Linked DNA regions of Mus musculus: region 1 is linked to region 2. The links are chromatin contacts, called in public HiChIP or PLAC-seq maps. All regions are on one chromosome and are shown on one strand. Each heading gives the region's core, a stretch centred on a gene start, on an enhancer-like site or on the middle of the called end of the contact. The rest is flanking DNA. Distances are from core to core; before and after follow the strand shown.

Region 1 (4,283 bases), core at 652-3,151, 62 kb after region 2:
TTGTTGGCAAGCTTCCTGGCAACATTTTCAAAGGTACCATGTTGCATCGACTGTACACATTACAGACACAACTCCATCAGCGGAAGGTCTAGCTGAGACCCTTCCCCCACTCCTAATCCCCGTTTTATAAACCTCTAACTTTTCTTATCGGCTTCATGGCACGGCAGCCTAGAGAACTTTACACGCTTTTAAAATCGTCTTCAGTTATTACCATCAAAGCTGGTTCGTTACTATTTCAGCGCATTGAAGTTTCTAGGTTTGGGCTAAACTGGGTAGCTTCCTCACATTTCAAACATTCAGGCTCCTCTGAAAATCGGAAGCTCCTGACAGAACCAGTGACTTGCACCCTAAATCTTCTCCCAGGGCCTGAAATCTCGTCCCTGTCTTCCTAATAAAGGGTAACTCAAATCTTTATTTCAGCTCCTCCCTAGAGGAGGTCAGTCGGTGGGAAAACAGGGAGTTGTTGTCACTGGGATCTATCTATCTGATCTTCCCCAGGCTGACCATGCCAGAGAACAACTGCCCTTTCATGGGCTAGAAAAGCCTGGCTCTCAAGATGCACTTGCTAATGCTGTCAGGAGATGCTGGGGAGCCTCTGCACTGAAACTTGCATCCGTTTGGTTCCCAAATAGATTTCTAATACCAAAGGGCACCTTATATCGTACTGCAGTTTGCCTTCTCCGGGGTAGAACAAGGGGCTAGGAGCTCTGTATAAAAATAAAATAAAAAGCCCACAGAGGCGACTTCTCCGTGTGCTCCATCAGTCTATCAGGTAAGGAAATGTCCCTTCAGGGGATTTCAGTGGGCTTGGAGATTTAACCCTTTCAGATCTTCATTAAAAATACTTTAACGCACATACAACCCCCATATTTGGTCTTCAGTTCTACTCTCCAGTGCCATTGAAGAAATAAAAAAGATCTGCCTGGTCCGTTCCAATTTGAACCTTTTGATCTGGAGAACACTCTGAAGGTGGCGGTGGGGGCACCCTAGTAGGCACCATTAACTCTTGGGGGAGGCTAGCTGGGAAGACTTCACTGTGCAGCATCTCCCAAGAAAGAAACCTCTTTGCCCCCCCCCCCTCCGCCCCCAATTCTCCGCCAGCTCTTACAGTGAAAGGTAACCCTTTCCTTCTCTCGCCCCTTTGCCCCCAGTTCCATTCTACTCACGCTGCTGTTGTGGCCAGACCAGTGGACCATAGCTTGGTTGTGTGCTGAGTCTCCTGTCAGAGCAAATGTGGTGCTGGTCAGTCTCAGCTCCTCCATCCGGAAGCGGGTGGCTTTGTCCGGGTCCCGTGCGCCAGTCCCAAGCCCCTGCTGCCCTCCATCCTTTAGCATGTCCCGGCGGCTCCGACTCGCACCCTCTCCGGGTTCAATCTTCTCGGGTTCCGTTCCACTCCGTCTCCTACGGCCAGAGCGTGCAGCGGTCGCCACTGACACCCTGCTGCCCCCAGCTCGCTCCAGAAACAGCGCACGGTCCCCGGGGGCCACTGCGAACAGGGGTCTCATGAAGAGGGGCGGGGGCGTGGCAGGAGCCCGACCCAGAGGTCCCGGGTGAGGAAAGCCTCTTGGGGTAAGGGTCCGGCGTGGGGTCGAGCTAGGGTGCTGCGGAGGGCAGCAAGAGAGGCTGCTGCAGACGCCGGGGGCTAAGAGCATCAGAAGCCCCGCTCCTGCAAGGAGCGCGCTCAGCCCGGCCGAGGAGCCGTCTCCAGCGCCAACTTTTCCCATCTCTGGAGCGTAGAGAAGCGGAGAGGGGGTCCCGGACCGAAGGCAGGCAGCGGAGCGAGGCTACAGGCTGACGGCGGCAGGGCGTGCGCTCAGGACCACAACTCCATCCAAGTTGGGCTGGGCGGCGGCGGGGCGCGCGGAGGCGGCGCCGGGCAGGTGCCTGCCGCTCGCCCAGGCTGGGCTTGTGCGGAGCGCGCGGGTTGGGACGGAGCTGCGAGCCACCGCCGCCGCCGCCGCCGCGCGGGGGTGGAGCCGAACTGAAGTCACGGGCGGAGAGGGCGCCGCGCGCCGGCTGGCGACGCGGGAGGGAGGGCGGGCTCTGCCGGGGCTCCGGGGCACTGCGTCCCGTCTCCGAGCTGCGCTGTGTCCAGGGCTGCGGGCGCGGGCTGCGCTGTCGCCTACCCTCCCCAAGGCGCGCCGAGTCCCCGCAAGCAGCCCGAGCAAGCACCCTTCCTCTTGGGGCGAGCAGCCCCAGGCTCCCGGAGCAGGCGCTGTGAAGGGTTTCCTATTCCTGTTTTCCCTTCTCTCTGTGGTTGTTTCTCCCCTTTTCTCTTTTTCTGGTCTTTTCCAGTTTAGAAGATGAGTGGGCTCTTGCTCTCCCTCTTAAACTGGGTGAGTTGGCATGTAGTCCTTACTTTGTGTGCCCAGGCCTGGAGAAGATCTCAGAAGGCAGCAGAGAGTGGTGCAATAAACTGTGTGTGTGTGTGTGTGTGTGTGTGTGTGTGTGTGTGTGTGTGTGTCCTGCTCAGTCTATGTGTGTGTGTATATATATATATAGTTGGTGAGATTTTCTCTCCTCTGTGATTCCTCCTAGATTTCAGGTCTTTTTAAGCACTCTCCAGTATTGAAAGCACTCACAGTTGACAACACAATTAAAGTTAAGATTCCCCAAGTATTTTGTAGTTATATACATCTTGGCAACTGTCCTTAAGAGACCATAAGCTCCTTGAGAGAAGGGAGACTCCGAAGTGACCTGTTTGCCGTATTATTCTCTGTGTTTGGTAACAGTGCACTGAATGGTAGCAAATGTAAGTGATTGGCTTGATGAGTATGTGTTGTGAGTTTGTTATAGATCTGTATATCAACAAATAGAGGAAATGTGTTGTATTCTTCTGGCATCACTGGTGTCTAGCTCAGGGTTGCTAACACATGCATTCAGATCCCCCCCCCCCCAGCAAGCCCGCGCTTGAAAGTGTTTGCTGTGGGACCTTCAGGTAATTGTGCTTCCCAAATATTAAATTAAGTGGTTGCAATACATGACCTTTAAAATCCTTTGTGACCCTAAAATTCTGTAATTATGTGATTATAATATCAATCCACCCAAGATCCCCTGCCTCTACTCAGAAATTGAGGTAATGATTTATAGTAGGTGGGAGCGCTTTGGAAATTGCAGTTCATCTAAAGCCAGGCCTTTTTCAAATTGTTAGTTGATGCCAAGGTTTAAATGCCATCGCATCTCTTTACCATTTCCACGCACCAAATAATGTCCTCTTGAGCACATGAGAATTATAAAATTATTGAAGGAATGTTTATGGATTGAATGAACAGATGTTATGAAATAGTGTTAATTCCCGTGTGCAGTTTGATTTTTGTTCAGTTTTGCACTTGGAATCATCATCTTACTCTACAAAATTCAAAGTTTGTGATGAGCCCCACTTGAAAGTAATACACAGTGATAATTAATCTTCAGTTAATGAAACCTTCCTGATGATACTCCAGAGGAACAACTTTATGATAAAAATCTATTCCGGGGAGATGTGACATCATGATGGTTCCTACAGCACACTGCAATCCCAATCCCGGAGAGACTGAACCAGAATGGTCTCCATTAATTCAAGGATAGGATAGGACAGGACAAAGTTGCAGATGTGTTTAGGCTACAGAGTGGAGCCTTATGTAAATTAAAAAATAAATAGACACATGAATAAATAGACAAATAGATAAAAAAATAACCGAAACTAATAAAAATAGCATTGTTCTTATAACAAAAGCAGTCAACGAGCAAGCACATAGGAACTATTTATATCAAGAATCAAAGCTGGGTGCCTAAACGTGTCCTCCAGCGATTAAAAGCCAAGGGCTCTTTTGAAAAGTGCCATCACTACACAAATACAGACCCTGCTAAAACAGAAACATATCCTGGCAGGCTGTAGCTGTCACAGAATGGCAAGAATCAGTAGTCTGATCTCCTACCCCAGGCTTCCTGTCCACTGCATCAAACCTCCTCCGCAGCCCCCCCCCCCCCAGGTAGGCTTGCTCCTTCCCTTAGAAAAGATATTAGAGCAAGGCAGGGTCATCACCTGCTCAATGCTTCCTTTCCATACTTTGTTAACCTCCTTTCCAATCTGGGTAGGTGAGTGAGAGTTCCTCCAGGAAAGGAAAGACACAGAGTAAAGATGAGGAACCCAGTCAAGTCCCATCTAAGAAGGAAGCCTGGAACAAAGCAAAAAGAGTCCAAGTCGAGATTAATTAGAGCTTCCTGGCTTTAGATATTGCTGCATTAAATCTCCAGTATTAAAATAAATACCATCCTCAATAAAATGCTACAAATGGAGTGGA
Region 2 (3,932 bases), core at 240-2,739:
TACAGTTAAAACTGTAAGAAATTTTTTTCTGAAACATACTCAGTGGCCAGAGTAGGGGGAAATCATTTTTAAAAGAATAAATCCAATTCTGTTTGTCAATCTAAAGACAAAGTTTCAATTAAGGCACACTGTGTATAGTGACCAAAATATTAGCATGTAAATATAAGTATATACATGGAAAGAGATGGGAAGAAAGGAAGAAGTGTGAACAAGGAATGAGAGACCGACATAGAAAGTACTGAACTATTTTAGTGTAAAAGAATTTGAAATTTTTGAATGTAAATATAATTGTTGCAAATATAAGCACAACAATGTCCAGTTTGACATATTTATTAAATCACTTCCTGCTCCACCGATAGAAAGTAAATGCTACAAAAATCGGAACACTTCTGTTTTCAAAAACTGGGATTCTCTAAGTAGAAATAAGGCTTTCAAATCTATGCCACTTTCTGAAGAATTCTAGAATCCATAGCCTATGAGACTCTTCATTCCACGCTTATTGAAGATCTGCTATCTACCACATATGAATGCCAAGGAATGAAAAGTTTAGAAGCTCAGCCTGTGGAATTCACATTACATCACAGTGACAGTTTGGATGGTATGAGGACCTCAAAGGTTTTGCTTTGTTGAAGAGATCCAAGTCCACAAAAATTCTTGTAGTATAAGAGGTAAATAACCACGTTTACTTAAACTTGAAGAAATACGGGTGGGAGTGGTATAGTGCACAGAGACAGAAAGAGGTAGAGCATGTGCACACGAGTGCACGCGCGCACGCACACACACACACACACACACACACACACACACACACACACACACACACACACACAGATAGAGATTCAAGTTTAACATGCTTTCTGCTCTTAGACTTTAAAAAACATCAGATCTCAAGAAACTCTAAAACTATCACCAAAATCTAAGGAAGCCCAGACACCAGCTTTAGGTAACCACAAGGGAACGACAGGCTGGAGAATCAGCATACAGTGACTGAGGTGACTGAGTGGGGGTGTCTTATAATAGAATTGAGGTCATGATCATTCCACAAGCAGTATTGAGGTTGGTTTGTAAAGCACCAGAAACCTGGTCAAAGCACATTTAGTCACTTGTTTTTGTTTTTGTTTTGTTTTGTTTTGTTTTGTTTTGTTTTGTTTTTCTGGACACCTTACACAGTGCTTCATTTTTTTTAAAGCTCTTACATAATTCATTTCTTATCAAACACCATCCTCATTAGAGGTTACAGTGAGGGCCATGCACTATGACTATAGGGAAACGTGGGAGAGAATAAATGCTAAGGGCTCTTTTGAAGAGAAATAGGACAACAAAAACAAGATCCCAAGTGCATTTTCTCCATTTCCCAGCTTGGGAAACACAGAAGTTCAGTGGCACCCAAAAGTATGTCACGCAATTAAGATAAGACTTTGAAGATCCTACTTGGCTGAACACTCTGGGAGTATAAACAGAATTCTCTTTTCCAGCTATGCAATGCTGTTCTCAAGAGGCACCGACAATAAGCATTTTGTATTATGCCACCGAAACCCAGCACAGACATCAGCTCTGTATTTTACAGTCACTCACAAAGCAATTGGAATTTGACAATAAAACAAACCAAGGCCTTCTCCCTATTACCAAACAGATTTCTAAGGCCTATTGTGCAGAAGAAGAATGTTGCTGAATAAAGTAGTCCAGAGGCTGGAAGTGACTTAGAGCCCAAAGCACTTCCACAAATGCTGTCAAAATAAGGATTTGCGAAGCCTGTGCTCACTGGGAAGAGGACTTTCACAGCAAAGAATCGTCTGCATAATCACAGCTAAGTATAATACCTGCCAGGCTCACAACTCACACAGAAGTCCTAACACACACTGAGAAACCCAGCCATGGCCACTGCCAGTCGCAAGGGAGAGCACAGAGATGCACAGTTAAGATACTTCTCAGAGCTTCTGTGTGAGCAGGTGACGCACTTCATTCCACACATGGATTCTCGGGGGGATAGCCTTCTCCTAGACAAACTCACTAAGATGTTAGGTTTTTAATAACTGAAAGAAGTTTATAGAAAGCAGCTTAAATTGTAGGGATATTCTGAGATTCTTATCTTGGGTGCTTTTGCTCGTCAGAGAGCAAAGTTATCAAACCATAGAAGACATTGAAGAGTCAAAGAGCATGAATCAGTATTCAGATAAGCGCCCATTCATCATGTTCAATATCTGACTTTGCCACAGATACTGGTATGCTCTTAGACCATTTTTTTTTTAAAGATTCAGCTGGGGGTGTGGCTTACTGGAGAAAGCACAGGGTGTGGGGGTGGGGGGGCTGCAGATTCTGTATCTTGCACATTTGTATTTTCCAATGCAGTCAAAATGGATGCTGGTTGTGAAGTGTTCTCTCCAATTGGTTTGGAATTCTGCAATTTGTTGTATTATTCAATTCCACTCAAAAAATATTATGAAATACAGGGAAATAAAACACTAGCCAGAGGGTTATAATATTTGGAGGTTGTCCTTATTCTTCCATGGTTTAATCTTTTGTACTTTAAGTCAGTCTTAGCCTGATCTTTGATGAAGCCATGTAACTGTTCGCTGCCAAAATGAAAAAGGCCACTACATTTAACATGCCACCACTAGGGTGGCTAGCTCCTCATCTATAAAGGGTTATTGGAAGCTTGCAGCAGGCCATATTTTGTTATACAAACATGCCATCTTATATGGACACTAGCCAGTCTGTACTTATTAAATAGCTTTTATCCTTGAACCATAATGAGTAATTTTTTTCTAGAGAAAGATGATTTAATGAACTGAAAAGGCAATGTGGTACAATGCAAAGACCTTGACAGATCTTATTGCTCGAGCTCATTACTTCTTAAATAGCAGTACTGGGCGTTTGACATCCTCGAATACCCACTAACTCCTTCCCAAATAGAACTGATTGCCCATGAGTGCATGTATAAGGACACACATATAGCACTTGAATCCCATTTCAAAGGTTCTAGACATTCATCCTTCTGCAGCTGTGGTTATGAAATTATAGGCAATGAGCTTAATTTAAAAAACTGGAAGATTATAGTACCTTTCCGTATGAAGGGCCACCAAGTACTTAAACAAGGGATAAGGCTGTCATTTCTTGTGAAGATATGGGAAAATTAAAAATAAGAAAGGGGGACATAAAAGAAATATTAAATAAGATCTCCTGTAAGTCTGTAAACACATTTCTCTAGCCTCGGACAGTTCCCCTTTAAATGCTAGAGTTTCTCATTTAATGACAGCTGTGTAATTGTCTCAACAAAAAATTTTTTATTTTTCCTAAATCATTTCAGTTTTTATTGTTGTTTTCTACACATGTCTCCAAAACTTTGTGTTCTGGTTGCAATGGCAGTAGTTGCATTCACTATTTTACCTATAAAACTCAGAACTGATAAACACAATTAAGATACACATGAAAAGTGCCCAGCACATAACCTTGAGAAAACAGAGTCCAAAGGGTAGCTTTTATTTGTGGCTCAGCATCAACACAAGGTCTCTGGTAGTACGGTGGTGTTTTCCTGTCTGGAACAAGGATGGCAGCCATTCTGGCTGCTGTTTGCTTTCTGGTTTATGGAAAACTAGAGAGAGTTTAATGCGTAGGAAATGGAGTAGCTCTGTTTATGGTAAGACCTAAGGAACAATGAAATAGGCTTACTGGTCATCAGTACAATCCACCTAGTCTCAGACGGTCAACTTGTATATATCAACTGGTTATTGAAACGTTGTCTCTGCCTCTCTGAGTGCAGATGAGAGATGTCTGAAATCAACTGGGCCAACCAATCTCCTAAACATTTGGGATTTGGATGCAGTTTTGGCTATACCAATGGTAAAGCTATGGAATACAATTTCATTGACAATTTCTTCTGCAGCTTCTGAAGTTGCCAGTAGTCACTCTGGAACTTTTCCTTAAGTTTATGA

What was found. HiChIP or PLAC-seq counts read pairs in DNA pulled down with a chosen protein or histone mark.
Region 1: an H3K27ac HiChIP or PLAC-seq map of neural progenitor cells shows a contact between it and region 2, with 2.7 times the contacts expected there. The contact joins the promoter of Sorcs1 here to the enhancer-like site in region 2. A contact is called at or near these places in 5 of 484 Hi-C or Micro-C datasets (Sertoli cells, cerebral cortex, cortical glia and 2 more), 3 of 115 datasets of contacts at active chromatin or transcription factors (embryonic fibroblasts, embryonic stem cells and neural progenitor cells) and 1 of 9 other capture datasets (adipose tissue).

The regions. Positions count from the first base shown.
Region 1 is chr19:50,676,745-50,681,027 of GRCm38.p6, forward strand. Sorcs1 (sortilin-related VPS10 domain containing receptor 1) reads right to left here and starts at 1,902. Exons shown (of 26, transcript NM_021377.3): 1 at 1,167-1,902. The coding sequence starts at 1,724. It overlaps Gm26629 (predicted gene, 26629), which reads left to right and starts at 661. Exons shown (of 8, transcript NR_166832.1): 1 at 661-772.
Region 2 is chr19:50,615,407-50,619,338 of GRCm38.p6, forward strand. The region is part of intron 1 of Sorcs1 (sortilin-related VPS10 domain containing receptor 1); the gene reads right to left. Among named protein-coding and RNA genes, the nearest start is that of Gm26629, 60 kb to the right of the region's middle. Within about 2 kb of position 1,490, at least 10 of the 459 cell types and tissues checked have an H3K27ac peak or open chromatin away from gene starts, as enhancers often do. A contact at or near this core is called in cortical glia, neural progenitor cells and neural stem cells, where this site is marked.